Regions from separate parts of the Gossypium hirsutum genome. Here region 1 is linked to region 2. Evidence: chromatin contacts called from public Hi-C data. All regions are on one chromosome and are shown on one strand. The core of a region is the stretch at or near the end of the contact, and the rest is flanking DNA. Distances in the headings are between cores, read along the strand shown. Region 1 holds the start of LOC107899319 (hsp70 nucleotide exchange factor fes1). Region 2 holds the start of LOC107899314 (expansin-A6).

Region 1 (5,682 bases), core at 1,296-3,795, 150 kb before region 2:
ATTGTTGCCTCAAGTATCCATATCTTAATTAAAAAGAAAAGGTCCAACTGTTTGATTGTTGTTAACAAAAATATTAGAATTAGAATTTATCCCATACTTAAATGAACAACCAAATAAAGTAAGAAAGCCACGAGTATTTACATCTCACTAATAATTTTTCCATTAAGCCAAAGGAGAATACACATACCCAGAGGCATATAACAGCGTGCAATAAGGAAAAACAGAGTGAAAATAAACAAATCTAGTGCTAATTTTATCAGGATATGATAAATAAACTAGCCTACGGCTTCAGCCTATACGTGAAGATTTCCCAGCCCCTTTCAGATTCAGTTTGATTTTTTGTACTGGTACCTTGAATATTGGTTTCCGTCAGTTTGGAGGGATTGGTCCTAATAATAGAGGAGCCTCTTGCTTTTTCACTCTGGGCTTTGAATCGCCAGTATGATTTGCAGCCCAACCTCTGAGAGGAGGCTCAAAATGCTTGCTGGCAACATCAGGTGGAGGGTCATCTTCACCGGGAAGTGATAAAAGTCCCTTCTCTCGAAGGGACGAAGGCTCCTTATAACATGTACTCCACAGGCAGTCCACAAGCTGCCTTTCCTCCCTAGTAGCCCCAAGGTCTTCAGGAGACATCAAGCTGATACCTTTAATTCGATCCTCGAGAATTTGCTTCAGCTTCTCATCTTCTTCACCTAAACCACCATTACTCCCACCTGTCTTGTCCCGGGCAAGCTCAAGGAGACCACGAAGAGCAGCTTCTCTTACTTCTGCATCCTCACTCGAGGCAAGATGCAACATTACACGAGGGAGCCCCAGCTCTTTTACAACATTGCAATCTGAATAATTTTCATGCAGTAGATATTGAATCAAGTTCAAGGCTTTCCTGGAAGAAAAAGAGAATTAAATGAGAAAACCATAGTAGGGAAACTAACCAGAGAAAAAATACACAAGTGATCTTTGAACTATAGGAATTTATTTGATATCTAAAAATCATTTCCTCATACGTTGGAGACATCCTAGAATGAAACCCTGAAACCTAATAACAGCAAAAAGATGATGCAGACCCGGACTACAAAGACCTATCCCAAGATTACCTTTGAAATCTTGCACTATCAGCTCCCACAGCATCTCTCAAGGCTGCATAACCATTTGCAAGTCGAAATGCAGCAATACCGGGTTTGTTGTGGCGGATCAAGGCTGAAATCCAATTGCAAAAAGAAAATGCCATGTCATGTTTTTGTATGAGCATGTTCACTGAAATTAAGAATTAAGAAGTATACTATAGAACAACAGTTGTACCCACAAGATATTGCACCAAGTGCTTTGGTTCGAACAGTTACATCAGGGTCAGAGGCAAAATTGGAAAGGAGAGGCTCTAAGCCATTTGCTTCCATAACCAACTGTTGACTCCGGGGATTATTTTGTACAATGGTGGATACGACTTCTGCAGCTTTGGCTCGAATATTAGCATGTGAATTCTTCAGATAACCAAGGAGAGGGACTAAACCACCAATTGAGTGTAGATCTGCCTCAAATGCACAGACTGTGTTAAGTATAGATTTTTCGAAAGTGGATGAAAACAAACAGGCTAAAGATCCGTTGAAAAGACTAGAGGGCTAAATAAAGGGCGACGTTTTTTCCTACAGCCATTTCACAGACAAAACTTATACTTGCAGGAACGGTATCAAGGCTAAAAAATAGAAGTTATATGATGCAACAAGTCTATGAAATTGAAAATCCCAATTCCATTATTGGTAGCATCCTAAAGAATTACTTATCCCAAAAAAGAAATTCTAAGCAGCCAATGTAATGCATCAAATTAAGCATTCATGATAAAGAAATCAGTTAGGAAAGAACAGCTAGGTAATAATCTCAAAACAATAGAACTTACCATTTGCCATGTCAATAGACTCAACGTGCTCTTGCAACTCATCCAACATATCTGCCACCATCAAATCAGTAAGCAAACAAAGGTACTCTTAAAACCTAGAAACAAAAGAGAAAGCTTGAAAACACCTTGGGGATTGTGCAATAGTACCTTCGATATCAGCAGCTGTAACTCCTTGAGCTTCCAAAACCTGCTCTGGAGTTTGCATAACCATAGTTATCTCTTTCATTCGCTTAATCACATCAACGGTCTGCGATTGCATTGCTTCCATAAACCATCTTTTATCTTCCTCACTAAACAAATAAACGAATAATTGATTACCCGCTAAATATCAATTGACGATCGTAAAAATAAAATAAAAAAAAGGTCCTTGAGGAAAAAAAAGATGGGGTTACCTTAAATTACGAGTAGGTCGAGTTCCATCAGAGTTAGCAATGCTCCACTTCAGCAATCCATCCCAGTTGGGTCCGTCTTTGGCCATAGTTTCTTATTCTAACTAAATCACAACCTTCGTTTCTTGCAAATAAATTGAACAAGGGATTCTGCAGAACTGGTCGGAATTCCTTTTAATAGAGAATTTCAGCGAAAATTCCAGGCGATTCGAGACTTTTCGTTTTAGATTAGAAAGTGGCGGAAAGCGCTGCGGCCTACCGACTTTTCTCGACTGAAAGACCTAAGCTTTGCATTTTGATTGGATCTACCCATGGGCCCAAATTCACTATGTCGGTTTGGGTTTAAAGGCCCAGTATAGGCTTTTTATTTCTTTTACAAAGTGTTCTTTTAAGGGTAAATTACAGTAAAATCCAAAATATCCCATCCCACACTATTGCCATACTCTTTCACCACCACCCATTATCCCTCACTCCCAACATTTCTAACCAATCCAAAACAATAAAAACACACAATCCTATTCAAAACTCATTCCATTTGAATTCATCAAACTTCCTCCCCGAACCCCATGCAACCACAAAATTTTACATTTCCAAAACATGATCCAAAGAGGAACAACTCACATTTTGGGGTTGAAGTTACACTTCAAATTCCTTTTTTATTTATTTTTATTAAAATTATTTATAATTTTTTTTACAAATATAATGGAATCCCTATTGATTTTTTTATATTTTATTTATTTTTAATCTAATTATTCTTCTTTTATACTTTTTTTTAAATTTGTAAAATTTTAATAACCTATTTTTTTTCCTAAATCAGTTATTTATCAAAACAAATCAAATATAAATACTAATATTTTGAATTGGTGATTTTTAAAATGCTTACTTCATCCAAACACACTCTTAAGGTTAAACGGGATTTTAAGTTTGGAAAAGAAAAAAGATGTAACCTTCCCAACCTAGTCTAGATGTTAAGCCCGAATTCGAAAAATTACATTAGCCACCAAAATGGCCTAGCAGAGTTACTGGAGTTTATAAACAGTCATATTAAAATATTTATTTAGTTTAGTAGAAAACATAGTCTATTTTTAAAAAAGTTTACGAGTTATAAAAAAAACCGATTTAGATTAACTTTCCTATGTAATGGTGACTACTTTTAAGACAACATAGTTAATTTTTCATTTATTTATTACCACAATTTCAATTACAATCTAGCAGCGGAAAAATGATATTCAACTTAGTTTTAATTTAGTAAAAATCAGAATTTATGCATAAATAATTAAAAACCATATTTTCCACATCCTAAAATTAAATTAAATGCCATGCATGCTATTTAAACTCAAATCTTGAGTCTCGTGCCACAAATTTAAAATAAAACAATATAATCTCTGAGTAACAAAATATTAAATAATAAATTTAAAATATTTTAATAAAAACAAAACAGAGCTGAAACCCTCCGAATGACGTGCTCGCGTTCTAACCTAATGGGTTATCTGTAGAGATGGTAATAAAAGGGAAGTGAGCTATGAAGCTCATTGTGAATTCAATTATAAGAAAATCAGTGCAAACAATCGGTGAAACATACTAAATAGTAACGCATAGAATGATCACAATCAATTATCAATTCAGAGTATCAATTTTATGAATCAATCATCAATGTAATATCTCAGAATTCACAGTTTATGTATGCACGCATTTATGAATGGCAATGCAATTTCATTATATCAAAGAAAAATCCTACCCAACTCTTCTATACACCAAAATGGGAGTTTCCTCTGAACTCTAATCAACCTATATACCGGGTTGTGGTTTAACCACCAATAATCTGCAAATAAACTGCTAATGGTTGTGGACACACAACAAAATATTGCAAATGAGATCTGCCACTAGCAGTAGATGCCCAACATAATCTTGCAAATAGAATTTTCCTCTAGCTGTGGATACACAGCAAAATCTCACAGATAGAATCTACTTTTGGTTGTGGATGCACAGCAAATTTATAGATAGACTGTCGATGGTTGTGGTTTGCACAGCAAATTTGCAAATAAACTACCAATGTTTCCTCCGTACATATCATCCAACACCATGCAATGTAATATGTCATGTTTATAACAGATCAATACGATAACAATTAGTATGCTTATAGCAGATCAATTTGGTAGCAATTAATATGTTTATAACAGATCAATACGATAGCAATTAATATGCCAATATCATATCAATACAGTAAATAATATGTTCATAACAAATCAATTCAGTAGCAAAAGACATGTTTGTCATGTGTTCGGACTATTTAGGGCTAAATTGAACAAATCATAAAATTATGGGCAAAACTATAAAGTAAGGATCACACGGCCGTGTAACAAACTGTGGTCGTGTGGAAATTGCAAAATTAACCTATAGGAGAGACACAGTCGTGTGGTAGGACATGTGAGATTCGAACTACCCTAAGTTTCTAGGATACATGGCCGTATAAAGGGTCATGTAGTCCATACACCCATTTAGCAAATCGTGTGGCCTTAATCCTAGGGACAATTTGCCCTGGTTCGCTTGATAAAAAATACACACCTTTCACCAAAAGCACGATCAAAGTCCCTCATGATCAAATTTGATTTGATGCACCAAAAATAGGCCTTTCAAACTAAATTTATGCATGAGTTAACAATGGGTATCAAGATTTAATCAAAATTAATGGAAGATTTCGGAAAGAATCATAAAAGAACGTAATCAAATTGAAAGATCGACGTGGATCGATGCTATTGTGGAATTTACGAGTTCTACTAATCGAAACAAATGTACTTACTGAACCTTGATGAAAAATATCAGATGCTATCAATGGCGAAATTGACAATCGGTAAGGGAACGACTTGAACATGATTGAATTTTGATTCTGGAAGCAAAAGATTTCAACAATGGAAAGAAAATATGATGCCAAGAAGAGGATGGAAAAGAAAAGGGAGAAGAAATAGGGAAAAAGAAAAGAAAATTTCTATTTGGATTGGAGAAGGAAGCAAAAATTCAAATGTAATTAGGAAATGAGTTTGGAAAATGCAACGGAAAATAAATTTAGAGAGAAATCAGAGTTTTAATTTTTTTCCAAAAAAAAAATCTTGGTTGTGATATCTAAAGTAATAAATACTTAATCAAAATTGTATCTTTTCGATTCGTCTAGGACGAGCGCTTCGACCAAGTAGTCTTCTTCGCTATCCTCAAGCTCACGTTTGTCAAGTGTGGGCTTGCTTCGAATCAGAAAATTTTTCACAAAAATTACTAGTGGAGTAATTTCGTAATTTCTCTAAATTTTTGGGTCATGTTGTAAATTAGAAAAATATCTCTAAAAACTTTCTGAAATAATCTCTTCAGAGAATTTTCTCTTTACAATTTTCTCTTGAATTCAAGTGTTTA
Region 2 (5,419 bases), core at 2,158-4,657:
ACCACAACTCATTCTGATGGATGAAACATTCTCAATCATCCCAGGGAATCCCAAACAACCATGCTACATATCATGAGGAAGCCCAGATTTGGCGAACAATTTTGACTCCAGATAACCTCTATAAATAGCGTGTAAATATTCAGATTTAACAAATACAATAGAATTTAGATAACTTCTATACATAATATAATACCCGCCTGGCGTAGTCCTAGATTGGTGAATTGTTTGGAAGATTGGTTGATTAAAAGTAAACTAAGAAAAAACTGAGTTGTATTCTATTCACCAATGTTGTATTTTGTATTGTTTGATATGCGACAACAATTAAAAACAATAAGTTTTAGAAGCTCAACAACCAAAATATAAGAATAAATAAAATAAGTGTAAGTGAAAGATGAGGAGATTTGGTTTACTTTTCAAATCAATCAACAGTTTGTTTTTATTTCTCAAATTGATTGGAATTAGCAATTTTTCTTTGAAATCAGGAGAGGGATGTTGAAGGCTTTTTGCGTTTAGTTATTAGCTTATACAATTTTTAATCCACATCATTTCAGCCACGTCAATTAAATATCTCCACATAATCATGCATCGTTACAAATAATTTCATTTGGGTTTGAAAATTACTAAAAAGAAAGAATGATGGCTAATTTTCCCAAAAGTAAACGTAAGGGCTTTTTAAAAAAAAACAGGAGAAAATATTATTATCATTTTTGTTTGGATAGTACAAAGTAATTGGATGAAAACGTGTTTGATTGATAGAGTATAATTATATCAAATTTAGTAGTACAAATTGTAATTACATAATTTATATATATTTTAAATATTAATTACTATAAAAGTTCTAAATGATTAACAAAAATTAAAATCAAATCATAATATGCATATGTTAGTCCATAATATGATTAGGAATAAAAATAACAAGAAAAATAAATATTATAACCTAATTGCATAAGCGTTCTATACTTGTTAGGTTATTTCTTGTTTAACATTTAATATATGCTCCTTATTATCATTTATTGATCTTTGATCGAGTTCTTCATCATCTGAATTTGTATAATTAATATTATCAAGATCGTCTTTTCCCATTTACTTTTCAAAGTATGAATTATCCTAATTACACCATTAAATGAAGTTATGAACTATGCAACATAGTTGTACGATCCAACCTTGTTTTTTTATCCTATATTGAAGTGATGTTAATATAGTAAATCTTTTTTTAGAACATCAAATATCCTCTGAATCACATTTCACAACTTTAAAGGTCTCGAATTAAAGAGTTCATGAGTTGTTTCTCTTGCTTTTATTTGTCACCATTATCTCAAATGATATCATACCTATTATATGATACAAAACCTTTTTGTATTTGCATAACTACCGTCTACCGCATAATATATTTGGATTTATTGTGCAAATTGTTTGTAGTTTTGTTTATAAAAAATTATATAAATTTAATTTAGAGAAAAATTTAGGTTATAACCCTTTTTGTAAGACATAAATTATGTAAAACATTATATAAAATTTATAATATACAAAAAGTTTTATAAAATGTCTAATAACTTTCACAACACTTGGATAAATAGTATGACAAAAAATTATAGCATTTTTTTTATAAATAACTATTTTTTATCATATATGGCATAGACATGTAAATAAGTTGCATCCATACTTTTTGGTCATAAATTTTTATAAATAAGTATATTATAACATTTTTGTAACACTTTTATAACATGTAAATTATTTTTTATAATAAACATTTTGGTCAAAACTTTAAAATTTTTTTTAGGATTTAAATAATATAAATTTTTTGGTTATAACTTTATAAAATACACATAAATTATTTTATAATATAAAATTTTAAGATTTATAATATAACTTTAGAATTTTTTTTGCCACAACCATTCCAAACACTCATACATGTTCATGCTTACAATATAATTCTAATAACTTCAATTAGTATATTAATTTAATAATATTATATATTAATTTAAAATTAATAAACTCTCATAGTAAAATTTTTAAATAGGCATTCACAAATGCTAAATGTTGTTCGTTTATGGATTAAAAAATGTTTTATAATAATATTTAATTTATTATTGTGTTATTATAAATGCACAATTTTGAATAAGGTTATGTAAGTATTTAATTTTGATAGAATAATGTTAAAATAACATTAAATTTTAGTTGACCGAATTTTATATTGCGACCCATAATATTACATTTTGGAATGAGATTGTAGTGTTTGGATTCTCAACATTCCGCCCATCCCGTAATCTCATATTTTGGTGTTTCATGTTAAACTAATAACTTGAATTTATTTCTTTTATGAAATTATTAGATTAACTAGATTCTTTTATATGGTCTTATTTTTTGAAAATAAAATCCTCTATCTTTTCTTATCTTACAAAAAAATTCTAAAAATAAAGACTAATTGCTTATGTTATCAAACAAAATCTAAATTGCCACAAACATTAACAATTTAAAAAAGAGAGGCACATTGTTAAAGAAAAAGAAAAACTCAACTTGTTGGGAAGTCATTAAATTGAACATAAAACTTGGATGCTTATGACCTCACTTTTCATATTAAAAGCAAGCCAAGTTCTTTAAAACACACAAATACAAACCATATAAATAACTTATCATAATTAGATTCAATGGTTCATATAAAAAAATCAAGGTGTAATGTAAATGAATTTCTTAAGTTATTATAATTTTATAAAAAATTTAAGGCTAAAAATGGTTAAGCTTATAAAAGTAAAAATTTAGTAAAATTTATTTTGAAGTAATTTTATATTTTATCAACCATATTACATTTCAATCAAATAAACTAAACAAGATAATCTTTTATTACACACATAATCTTACATTCTTGTAATTCTATTATTGAACGTAATCTAGGATTCAACAAACCAAACGCACCCTTATTATTTATTCTAATTAGGTTTATTGAACATTATGTATATTTATTTAAATTTAAAAATATAATTTTTTATATTTATTAGTTAAATATTTAAATATAATTAAAAAAACTCAATTAATTAATCAGTCATAAAATTAACCTTTTATATAAATAACAAAGGAAAACAAGACAATTTTGTTTCAAAAGTAAGTGAAAATATATACTGATTAATGTAAATAATATTATTAAGTTAGTTTTGAATTAAGAATAACTGTAAAATCGTAAGGACTAGATTAGTAAATAAAAGAAAGTAGAAGGCCTTATAAAAATAAATAATACGAAGGGGTCTATTTATCTTCTAGTGCATTTGTCAATACTTTAAGATTTGCATATATTTCAAATAATTCAGTTTGAATTTTAATTGCAGAAAAATGGACTGCATTCATTCATTGTGGGCCCCCACTCTTTACTCTTCCGGTTCCTCAATAAGTACCCCCCCACCTTCTTCCCGCTTTCCATTCGCCCCAAAGTTAACGAATCACCCTTTCTTTATTTTATCTCTTAATTTCCTCTTTAAATAAAACAATGGCTGTTGACGCTTCTTCTTCTTCCTCGACACTGCTATGCTTTGCTTCATTGATGTGCCTTTTCGGCATGGTGAATGCAAGAATCCCTGGAGTTTACAATGGTGGCTCTTGGGAATCTGCCCATGCTACTTTTTATGGTGGCAGTGATGCTTCTGGAACTATGGGTATTTCTTTCTTTCTATTAATCTTATAATATTTAATATTTTGTTTTACTTCTAGTGCAAAGCAGTAAATAAATAACCCATTTTGTTAACATGCATTTTCCAACAAATTCTCTATTTTGTCTTTTTTTTTATTGCATTGCATTCTTCATGTCCATTAAAATGTCTTCCATTGTTTCCCTTTTTTGTTTGTTGAGGCGGTGCATGTGGGTATGGGAATCTGTACAGCCAAGGATATGGCGTGAACACTGCAGCATTAAGCACAGCCCTTTTCAACAATGGGCTAAGCTGCGGAGCTTGCTTTGAGATCAAGTGCACGGATGACCCAAGATGGTGCCACCCAGGCAACCCTTCCATTTTTATTACTGCTACTAACTTTTGCCCTCCTAACTATGCTCTCCCAAGTGATAATGGCGGCTGGTGTAACCCTCCTCGCCCTCACTTTGACCTTGCCATGCCTATGTTCCTTAAGATGGCCGAGTACCGTGCTGGCATTGTCCCCGTTTCCTTCCGCAGGTCAGTCTCCCTCATTACTCTTCCATTTATTATTATTTTTACGAAGAAAAGGGTGGTGAAATGTGTAAAGTATTGTTTTTAATTAAGATAACTTTTTACGTACTTCCTTGGGAAAGGCAAAAGGAGGGCCTCAAAAGAATCGCCCTTTATTACCTCATTATCTCGGGGTCTGTTGAGATTTTGAGAATCAATCCAGAATTTAATGTCCTTTACCCACACTTAGATCCAACGGTTTTCATGTGACGCCTGGAATGACCCAAACACCCCTCCTCTTTCGATTCCCCATGATTACCAGGGCAGTACTGTAAATTTGGGGATCACCAACATTTTCCGCCCATTCAGACATCCTCCTTAAACGACAAAATTGACGACATCCCATCATTAATGCAGGAAAAAAGGGTTTCAATTTATGTAATTTCCTCAAACACCCTTCTTATTAAATTATTGATTGATTGACAGAGTGCCATGCCGAAAGCAAGGTGGAATTAGATTCACTATCAACGGATTCCGTTATTTCAACTTGGTTTTGGTCACCAACGTGGCGGGTGCAGGGGATATTGTGAAGGTGAGCGTGAAAGGAACCAACACCGGTTGGTTGAGCATGAGCCGTAACTGGGGTCAGAACTGGCAGTCCAACGCCGTTTTGGTAGGCCAACAACTCTCGTTTAGAGTGACGGGCAGTGATAGAAGAACCTCCACCTCCTGGAACGTGGCTCCAGCTAATTGGCAGTTCGGACAAACCTTCACCGGAAAGAATTTCCGTGTTTGATTTTAAACACACTTCTTTTCCCTTTTAATTTTTATTGCCACTTCTTCAATTTGACTTTCTGTTTCCTGCCCTTCAAATTTCCTTTATTTTCTCGGGAAAATTTGAAGTGGCGGGTGGGTAAAAATGGGCTTTTGGGTAGGATTTTACGGAAAAGAAAAATAGATAGCAAAGTCACCAAGTGACCATTGTGTGTGTTGTTGGATTTGAGTCATGAGTGTCGCATTTTGTATTTCTTTTGTTTGTGAATTGCAAGTAAGCTGGTGGGTAACAGTAAAAAAATTCCAGCTGATGGCAAAAAAAGTTGTAAGGTGGGGGGGCTGAAGCGGCTGCAAAGCAAAAGAAAACATGCAGCCCGCAGCACTCGAGTCATATAGTAATTTCATTTTTACTGCTATGAGAATAAGAGAGATTTAGATAAACCAAAACAATATTTTCTTGATCTGCAATGTCTTTCTCGTGTCTCTACGTTAAATAGTTGAAAAGGCAATTGCTT

The links. Hi-C and Micro-C count contacts between places; a contact is called where the count stands out from the background.
Region 1: a contact with region 2 is called in a Hi-C map of leaf, with 1.9 times the contacts expected there. The contact joins the promoter of LOC107899319 here to the promoter of LOC107899314 in region 2. A contact is called at or near these places in 5 of 34 Hi-C or Micro-C datasets (all in leaf).

What each region holds. Positions count from the first base shown.
Region 1 is chrD04:45,415,339-45,421,020 of Gossypium_hirsutum_v2.1, reverse strand. LOC107899319 (hsp70 nucleotide exchange factor fes1) reads right to left here and starts at 2,545. Exons shown (of 6, transcript XM_016825001.2): 1 at 2,284-2,545; 2 at 2,039-2,181; 3 at 1,892-1,942; 4 at 1,304-1,525; 5 at 1,095-1,197; 6 at 137-883. The coding sequence starts at 2,369. The coding sequence ends at 370.
Region 2 is chrD04:45,265,859-45,271,277 of Gossypium_hirsutum_v2.1, reverse strand. LOC107899314 (expansin-A6) reads left to right here and starts at 3,407. Exons shown (of 3, transcript XM_016824994.2): 1 at 3,407-3,644; 2 at 3,839-4,157; 3 at 4,617-5,365. The coding sequence starts at 3,479. The coding sequence ends at 4,926.